Linked DNA regions of Mus musculus: region 2 is linked to region 1. Evidence: chromatin contacts called from public promoter capture Hi-C data. All regions are on one chromosome and are shown on one strand. Each heading gives the region's core, a stretch centred on a gene start, on an enhancer-like site or on the middle of the called end of the contact. The rest is flanking DNA. Distances are from core to core; before and after follow the strand shown. Region 1 holds the start of D130051D11Rik (a long non-coding RNA gene). Region 2 holds the start of Brd1 (bromodomain containing 1).

Region 1 (4,932 bases), core at 885-3,384:
AGTGAGGGAAAGAAGGAGATGAAGGGCTTGCCTGAGGCCTCAGAGTAGTCTGAACTCCCGGGAAACCTTAGTTCTTTAGAGGTTTGGAGCTGAAAGCCTCTTTTGAATCAGCGAGGCCTCTCTGCATTGTGGCTAGCATGCCCTGAGGAGTAAATACTCACCCTATACTGGCTTAGGTGGAACCCAGAATGATTTTCTGAGCACAAAAGTAGTCTAGACCCTCCTACTAAGTCCTGTTCAGCTCCAAGAGTCCTTATTCCTTGGACCACACCCAAGACACATTTATTCTTTTTTTTTCCCATAAAAAGGGGGGCACTGGTCTCTGAGTTGAGATTCCTCGACTCACTTGAAATTATTGGGCTGAAGTGTGCCTCTGTCCACAATTGGTGGGAAAAAAACAAAACAAAACAAAACAAAAACCAGAGAGGCCATTCTCTTGGAAACCATGTGTTTTCTTTTTATAGAGGTGCCCATCCAGTTCCCAAGCTTTGTCTTCTAATATGGAGAAAGAAAAAAAAAAAAAACCAAAAAACCAAAGCACTGTAAGGCTGCCTCTCTGAGGCACATTTCAGTCTAGAAAATCTGGACTATTGCAAACAAATGAGGTAGAACCTCAAGCCCAGGGCTAGGTACCCACTGCTGCCAACAGCCACCACATAAGACCTGGAAAGACACTATGGAACCAATAAGATACCTTAGGCTATCCCAAGGAGAGCAGTAGGTGCAGAAGAGAGAGGCACTCTCAGTGCACAAGGCTGGTTTCTTCAAAATTATATATGAGAACACTGGGTGGTCTCTTTCATACACATTCTGTCCCTGAGAGTGGCTTGGCAGGCTTGGTCCAACAAACCAGATGCTTGGAAATCACCTACTTTTCCATGTTCTTCAAAGGCATCATAGAGACCATCTTCTGCAACCCACTCCTGACTCCGGTACAAAGAAAGACAGCGCACAAATGATGCACAATCTACAATGTTTCATTTGGGGGTTGATCTTGTAATGGTGCAGAAGCGACAGGCATCAGCAGAAACACTACTTGGGATTTTGAGTTTGATCTCTTCCATGCTGGTGATAATGCGATATAAGCACCCTTTCTCAACGCTGGCCATCACCAGGGGAAACCACATGCTCCAGTGTGCTGAGTTGATAAGCCAGGACATTTAGTAGATTAAGCAACCCCATGATGTTTTAAGCCACAGTGGGTCCTCTGTATGAGCCATTATTAAAGGTTAAAGAACCTTTATTTGATGGTCTCGGTGAACAAGTTGGGGTGGGGACATCAGGCACCTCCAGGATGCTTAAAGTCTTCTGGCTAGGAATAAAGAATGATGAACGGGGCAGTGCTGGCGACGAGAGGTGACCACGGAAAGGAACTATGTGCTCCAGCTGAGCAGAACAGATTAAACCAGAGAATCAGAACCAGGGTGTGGAAGGACTTGTCTCTCTGTGGAGGGACAGTGCTGGCCACAGTGGCTAGGAGCCCTGCGACAGCACATCAGAAGCATGTGCGGGCCTTCCTGAAAAGTGGCTGTCAACAAATAGGCGCTCTCGTCTCTGGGCCTGCAGACCTCCAAAAGGGGCGTTCACACTGCGGGGCTAGCCTGGGCTCTGCATTTCTTGGATAGGGCTGAGCACCCGGCAGGGCCACGTCGCTCCTGGTACAGAGGGAGGCTACAGTCTAAAGTAGGAGGGGCCTCGGGTTCCCGGTGCCAGGACTCCGCCGCCAAGACGGTGCCGTGGCCTGCCCCCTCTAGGGACCTAGAAAGCTCCACGCTCACACCTTGAGGGGGTACAGAGGGAGCAGAAAAGGCAGAAGTGCGCCCACGGCGCCCACAGCCCTTAAAATAACACACAACTCTCACGCTCCACCCCGGAAGCAGACTCGCGGTAGACGTAGGGCGGGGCCTCTCGAGTCTGGGGGCGTGACTTCTAAGTAGCCTGCGCCGGAAATGAAGTCCAGGGTGCGGCATACTTGGAGGCCGCGGTTCGCAGCTGAGAGGCGGGGCCCTGTCTAGAGGCGGAGCCTTGCCCAGCTGGAGGTGGAGCCACTGGGCCACCATCTCCGACTTCCGGGGTCGCGGGCGGTGCGGGCGGAGTGAAGCACAGAGTGGGCGGGCCCTGGGTCGGCCAGCTCTGAATGCAAATTTACGGCCTAGCAGGCTGCGGCTCCGGGGCGAGGCCTGCGTGTGGGGCGGGGCCTAGGTATGTGGGCGGGACCTGGCGCCGGGCACGCCCAACCTTAGTGCGGGCAGGCGGGAGGCGGAGCCTCTGCGCGCGGCCTAAATGAGTTTGCGCAGACTCAGGGCGGGCTCTCAGCCTGTCACTGTGAACCTTAGGGCTGCATTTCACTTGAATCAGATTTTCGTTTTAGTCAGACTTTTCTGTTCTGAAAGCTTTCCTGCCCTTGGAGTTTGTAAATCTTGGCAAGGAGGAAGAAAACGGGTAACCCTCAAGCTCCTCGTGAGATTTTTCCTTTTTTGAGGCTGTGTACGTGATGTAAAGAGTCTTGCAAAATTGCAGTAACACTTGAGAATACCTTAAAAATACCCAGTTCTTGATCTAAGGGTGTACCTCAGTTGGTAGAGTCCTTTCCTAGCAGACAGGAGACCTTGGCTTCCATTCTAGTATCAAACAAACAAACAAACAAAAACTTTATAATTTTCCAACTCAAAAATCATACGTTACTGGAGAAAATTTAGAAAGTTGACAAGAATTTTTAAAAACCTGATCAATATGCCAGGTAGTGGCACACTCCTTTAATCCCAGCACTTGGGAGGTAGAGGCAGGTGAATCTCTGCTCTTGAGACCAGCCTGGACTACAGAGCAAGTTCCAGGACAGTCAGGGCTATATCTCAAAAACACCAACAACAACAACACAAAAAACAACAACAAAAACAAATAAACACTCTGATTATTTAAGATCACTAGTGTTAACATTTTGACGTTTCTATTTTTATAATTCTATGTATATTTGAAACAGAAATAGGGACAATACTATACAGTACTACCTTGCCCTTTGTCTTTTTGTGGCTGGTGTTGCTGTGAGGGTCTGACCATAGCCCTATTTGTGGCCCCACACAGCCCTAGATGGGAAACCCCTTTGTTATTTAACTCTCATAGGCCGTCTTGTTTCCATCTCTTTTGAGTTTTCCTTTCTTTCTTTCTTTCTCTCTTTTGTTTTTGTTATTGTTTTTTGTTTGTTTTTGTTGTTTGTTTTTTCGAGACAGGGTTTCTCTATATAGCCCTGACTGTCCTGGAACTCACTTTGTAGACCAGGCTGGCCTCGAACTCAGAAATCTGCCTGCCTCTGCCTCCGGAGTGCTGGGATTAAAGGCTTGAGCCACCAAGCTCGGCCCTCTTTTGAGTTTTCTACATTTAAAAGGTAACAATGTTTCAACAAGTGATAAATCACTTGTAGCCAAAAAATAGATACCTAGTGTCCAGATTACATAAAGAACTAAAACTCAACAATGAAATCCCTAATTTAATTATAGGCAAAGGACTTAAATGTTTTTAAAGACTAAGTAGCTAAGACCCATACAGCCAACAAGATACTCATTGTGGCCAATCAACAGAGGGGAAAAAAAAAAAACCAAATTCACAAAACACTTCACACTAAGGTTGCAAGTACAGAAAAAAAAAAAAAGCACAAAAATGGAAAAATGGAAAAAGTGTTGGCAAGTATGTGGAGAATCTGGAACCTTTTCACATTGCTGGTAGGAATGCAAAATGACGTAGTTGCTACAGAAACCTTTATGGAAAAGCCAGAGCTACCACAAGGCCCAGCAATTTCTCTTGTCAGTATGTAACCAAGGACTTGAAAGCAGGAATGCTGTCAGTCTGCTGTGCACTCCTGCTCCAAGGAGAGGAAAGGTAGAAATTCTAGAAACAGCTCCCAAAGGGTCATGGATGGGTCAGTGGGTGAAGCTGATAGCATAAACACAAACAAAGGGGCATCAGCAGGCTTAGAAAGGAATCAAGTTCTCCAATCAGCTACAACAGAATTGAACCCTGAAAACAGGGCTAGGTGAAGAAAGCTAGACACAAAGTATCCAATCATGAGGCCCATTCAACAGATCCTCAGGCGAGCCCATAGACAGGAGAATGGCGTTTCTAGGCTCTGAGGCCAGAGGAAGTGTAAAGTTCTTAGTGACCAGATGAGTTTCAGTTTAGGATGAGAAGGTGTGGAAATGGATGCTGATGGCTGCATAGCAAGGAGTGGATGCCTAATGCTGTGGAAACAGTACATTAAAAAAAAAAAAAAAAAGCTTATTAATATTCATGAGGAAGTCTGAGGACGATTTTTAGGAGTGTCTCCTTCCACCTCCTTGAGGGAGGGCAGCTCATTTCTGCTGCGCAGTACAGGCAAGCTGACCCTTGTGCTTGCAGCTGATTCTCCCGTTTCTGACTCCCATCTCGCCGAAGTGCTGAAATTAGATACATGCCTGACGTAAATCAGACTTTTTATGTGGGTTCCAGGGATCAAATTCAAGCTGGCGAACGTGTGGGGCAAGCACCTTTACCTCCTGAGCCCTTTAGCCAGCCTCCTCAATAATACCCTTACAACTATGTTAACACCCCCTAAAGGCATTTTTGGGGTGGGAAGACTTTTTGGAGTGTGTGTATGTGTTTATGTATACATGGAGGACAGAGTCAGACTTCGAGTGATTTCTTCAATTATTCTCTGCCTTATTATTTTTTCCCACCTTATTTTTTGAGACAGAGTCTCTCATTGAACTGGAGCTCAACTTTTGGATCAGACTGGCTGACCAGCAAGCCCAAGGAATCCTCCTCTTTCTGCCTTCATAGTACTAGATTACATGCTAAACCATGGGGGAGGGATAGGGTCTTTTTCTCAGATGCTAATCCCAGTTCATAAATCTCAGGCCCATTGAGGTGCCCCTCCAGGTGGCTGCGGATGGCGTCATTCAG
Region 2 (4,932 bases), core at 1,216-3,715, 3.1 Mb before region 1:
AGCACATGGGAGGCAGAGGCAGGCGGATTTCTGAGTTTGAGGCCAGCCTGGTCTACAGAGTGAGTTCAAGGACAGCCAGGGCTACACAAAGAAACCCTGTCTTGGAAAAACCAAACAAAAAACAACAAAAAAATCCAACCAACCAAACAAGAAAAACCAATAAACCCCCCCAAAACCCAAACAAACCAAAAATGAAGGCCTTTCCTCTCTGATAGCTTTTCGGTTGCTTTAGTCCTTGAAGTTGCAGTTTGTCTTGGTCTCATGCCAGTCTGTGGGATCCCTCCAGCCTACTAAGAATCGCTTTGCCTGAGAAGTCCCCCTCTCCCTCAGTCCTTCCTGCTCTTGAAGCTGTTGTGTCCTTTCATCTTTGCTTTTCTGAGACAGTGTCTTACTTTTGTTTTGTGTGGTGGGAGGTCCTTCCCTCGTTGGTTTGCATTTCATTTTCCTGAGGTAGAGAGAAGGCTGAGGGCTCATCTTGCTTGTTCTTCACGGTCCTGGGATGCTTAGATTCAGATGAGTGGACTTCTGTAGAGGAGGCAGCATTTACAGTTCCTGGCTTTGCGGCAGATGTGTTCAGGCCTCACAGGGTACCCCTACCATGGCTCAGTGGTGTGCATGAAGAAAGTACTAGCTAAACAGGAGGCCTTGCTCGGGAGTGGCTCCAGAATTAACTTACCCTTAAAGACTATTTTTCAGCAGGGCAATTGCCTTTAATCCCAGGACTCTGGAGGCAGAGGCAGGTAAATCTCTTGAGTTCAAGGCCAGTCTGCTCCACAGAGGAAGTTCAGGGATATACTGAGGGGCCTTGTATTGAAAAACAAAACAAACAACAACAAAATGACTATTTTCCAGCCCATAGTTTGGCTACAGTGGGATAAGAGTAGTGGCCAGCCAAAAGCTGCAAGGCACAGATGAGCAAGTCTGCCTTGTCCCAATAACTGTTTGGTGCCACATCCTGAGCTGTGAGCCTGCCCTGCCTGTCATGGGCGGGGAGGAGAGCAGCTCTGCTCACGAATGAAAAGCTCTTCTGTTTACCTGAGAGGTCCAGGCTAATGTCACAGGCACATGACTAGTGCTTCATCACCATGACACCTGTCATAAGCCTTCCAAGGCAACCAAAGAACTACCCAGTCTTCACCCCCATTTCAAAATACTTACAGATGAGTCTCATAATGAAAATTCTCTAGAAGCCACTAACTTTTAAACTAAGGACAAAGTAGACGGAACAAGCTGGAGAGTAAGACCAGTGTCCCTAAGCACCAACCCAAAGGGCCCTGATTTCAAAATCTTCAAGCCTTTTACAGCAGAGGTTCTCAGCCTGTGGGTCACAACCCTTTTGGTCCTGCATATCAGATATTTACATTCATAACAGTATTGAAAATTATAGTTATAAAGTAGAAGTGAAAGAATTTGATGGCTGGAGGCCATCACAGCATTGATCAGCAGCAATAGGACTGTTGAGAACCACTGCTGTAAGTGTTACCAGCTCCTTGGTAGGGATGTCAATGCTTAAATACTTCTATGAGTACAATGCTTATAAGAGGAAGGCCTAAGTCATGGGTGGTGGGCCATGCCTTTAGGGAGGCCGATCTCTGACTACATAGTGAGTTACAGTCAGAATTACATAGTGAGAGTCTGTCTCAAAACAACAAAACCAAAAATCAGGCAACCAAACAATCAAACCACCACCACCAAAGTAAGTAAGAAAGGTAGACAGACAGACAGAAAGAAAGAAAAGAAGAGGAAAGCCTGAGTTGGAGGCATGCCCCCAGACCTGGCTGCCCATAGTTTGAGATTGCTACTACTTGTCCCAGTCACTAGTCATCCTCAAGTCCTTTCCATACCCTCCTCTACCCAACCACTGACCTCGTGCCCTTGTTAATGCCTTTCTAGTGCCACCTTAGGGTTCCCCAGTCCTAGCCATTTATTCCTCAAATAAATCCACCCTTGTTTGGTGATCCCCTCCATCACGGCCCTCATTTCCATTCCCTCCTAACTCATCCTCCGTGAACCACGCTGGTCACCAGACACTATCAGAACCCCACTTCCCCCCCTTAGGATGCATCTCTTGATTCTCTCAAAATACCACTCCCTTGGAAAGCAAGCACTCTCAGGAAACTCCACCTGGCTCTCTAGGGTCAGCATTCTTGCTCTACTCAGTGCCATTGACCCCATAGTAAACACCATTCATCTGGTTACCCTTCTCTTACAGCAGCAGTCCTTCATCCTCAGGAACCCTAGCCTGTCTCCCCCAGAATTCTCCTCCTAGTCACCCCACTTTTGTAGCACTCCTCCCCCATCCGGATCCCCACCCTAACACCCTTCCTGGTCACCCCACTCTCTCCTTCGCGTCCCGCCCCGCCCCCTTATCCCGGCTTGGCGCGGCGCGCGTCGTGGCGGCGGCGGGCGGGGCGCGTCTCGCACGCAGCGCGCCGGGCGGAGCGCTCGCCGCATTGTTTGCTTCGCTGGGGAGCGAGCAGCGCCTCGGCAGGCGTCCGAGCAGCTCCGCGTCCGCGTCCTCCGCCCGGCCGGGCCCCGAGCCGGCCTCAGCCGGCCGTGCCGGCGCCGCCGACCCCGCCCGAGCCGCGGCGCCCTGCGGGCCCGGAGCCGCTGGCCGAGCGCGCCCCGGAGCCCGGCGGGGCACGGCTGCGCGGCCGTTGGCGGAGGAGCCGCGGCGCCATTAGCGCCGCCTCGGCCGCGCCGGCCTCCGCGCCCGCCCGCCCGCCGGGCTCCCGCGGCCGCGGCGCCCCCGAAGGTGAGTGTCTGACGGTCGCCGTTCGCCGCCCGCCTCGCCGGCCGGGGCGGAGGTGCAGGCGCCATGTTTGGAGGCGGCAGCGGCGGCTCCGCATTGTCCGCGGGCGGGGAGGCCGGAGAGTCGGGGCGGCGAGGCCCCGAGGCCGTGAGGCCTGGCGGGCGCGGGAGCCGGAGGGACCGAGAAGGCCGGGCGGACGTGCGCCGCCGTGAGCCGGCGCGGCCGGGGACGCCGGAGATCGGTGCCGGCGGCTCGCCCAAGAGGCCGGGTTCGGGAGGCGAGGCCGCGGCGAGATCGCGGAGGCGGAGGCCGCAGCCGGGTGGGGGCGGAGAGGGACACGGAGGCCGCGGCGGGGTCGGGGAGACAGAGGAGTAGAAGGAGGCCGCCGCGGCGCGGGAGGCGCGGCCAAGAGAATGGAGCGATCGGCAGGGCTCAGTAGGCGGGGAGGCCGCCGGGCCGGGCGGGCGGGCTCTGGGCAGCTCGGCTGTCTGGGCGGCTGGGGCGGCCGAGGGGCCGGGCGTCGGACAGCGGAGGAGGCGGAAGGCCTGGGGTCTCGTGGCGTCTGCCCACGTCCTCGCCCGTAGCCTTGGCGGTGCGGAGCGGGTCGCATTATGTAACAGATCGGTCCGATCTATTTTGCCAAGACAGGAAACTCCCTTGAAGAGGGACGGGCTCGGAAGATTTCCTAAGTGGAGCGGGGCCTGGTATCTCCGGAGCAAGCCCGCAGCTCCGCCACAACTCCGTGGATGAGTGCAGGAAACGCCGAGAAACGAGCGCGCGTGCGCGGCTTTCTTGGGCCTTTAGGAGAGAAGCAACTTTCCTGTGCGCTTAATTTGCAGAAAACGCAGCTCCTCATGGTGCCCTGCAGTTGTGACACACTTACACACACCTAGGAAACGGCCCCCCTTCATGGAGGACATTCACTTCACCCAGCTGCGACTGTTTTAGAGTATCTGTCATCTGGTAACAAGTAGTTACAGAATTTCCCTATTACTTAGTTACTGTTTTATCACTTGTTGGGTCGCGTGCACTGTCCTGAGTCTGTGTTTTTCTCTCCGGATGGTCACCTTAGAGTAAGGTGTGTCTCTTTCCTGTGTGCTTTTACGGTGAGGGGTGGAAGCTAGGAAGAGTTTAAATGGCTTGTCCGCAAACCGGGCCGGAAATGAACGGAGCTGATTTTGAGCATGGAGTCTTTCCCCTCGTTTTGCCGGCAAAGCTTTTTAGGATGCGTTTAGCCCAGTGATTTCTGGAGAAGCATGCTTGTTGCCTTTGCTGATTCCTCCGTGGAGAGATGCTTGTTCCTGCATAGAGCCAGAGGGGTAAAGTGCTGGGTATATGAAAATGAGGAAGTAGATGAGATTGTTGGTCACTGTGCCGGGCAGTACTGTTACATGTCCGCTTTCCCCTGGTCACAACTACCTTTTCAAATTACAGAGTAGCTGTGGCCATTAAGTATTAGGTTCAGTTCTTGTAGAAAAGTGGTTTAAAGACAGTCCTTCAGTGCTCACTAGAAGAATGTGGGATTTGACAGGCTGGCTACAGTACTTTACTGGAGAGGAGAAAATTACATGTTTGTCTTTAATCTGGGAGCTGTTGCTTCTGCCCGTGGTTCTTTTTGGGAAGGATATGGTGCTGACACCTGGATTTGCACCTATCTCGACTTAGGGATGCCACTAGAGGCCTAGGGCAGGCTAGGGTTGCTTTGACAGTTTCCTGAGAATCCAGTGTTGAGTAGGCACCTGGAAGTGCCTCAGAAGCAGGTGCATTGGGGTCTGGCTGACTACAGTGTCTTCATATTCTTCTTGTTCATAGAGAGATAGTATAGAATGTGGCTTTCTGCAGCTTGTAAAGTCTGTCTTTAAAAATGCATTGTAGAGATTTCCTTTTGGGACTTAAAACATGAAGTCTGCTCTTTGAGGGCTTTTCCCAAAGACTAGTAAGATAACTATGAGTTGTGAGTTCAGGCTCTGGTGCGCGCGTTCTCTCTCTCTCTCTCTCTCTCTCTCTCTCTCTCTCTCTCGCCCTTCCTCTGGACTATCCTGATATTTCAACTTGGTATATTTGGGAGTCAGTCTAACTCTACTTCTTGTCAGTAAAATAGGTTTGTTGAGCTGGAGGGGCGCGAGCGAGTGCTCCTGGCACTTGATGCTCCATGTGCTCATTCTGCTTGCCCAGTGGTT

The links. Promoter capture Hi-C pulls out the DNA fragments that hold promoters and counts their contacts.
Region 2: a contact with region 1 is called in a promoter capture Hi-C map of pre-B cells, with 4 times the contacts expected there. The contact joins the promoter of Brd1 here to the promoter of D130051D11Rik in region 1.

What each region holds. Positions count from the first base shown.
Region 1 is chr15:85,631,798-85,636,729 of GRCm38.p6, reverse strand. It overlaps D130051D11Rik (a long non-coding RNA gene), which reads right to left and starts at 2,134. Exons shown (of 2, transcript XR_003951642.1): 1 at 695-2,134.
Region 2 is chr15:88,731,752-88,736,683 of GRCm38.p6, reverse strand. It overlaps Brd1 (bromodomain containing 1), which reads left to right and starts at 2,465. Exons shown (of 13, transcript NM_001033274.3): 1 at 2,465-2,755. Gm41377 (a long non-coding RNA gene) reads right to left here and starts at 2,563. Exons shown (of 3, transcript XR_875560.2): 1 at 677-2,563; 2 at 393-525.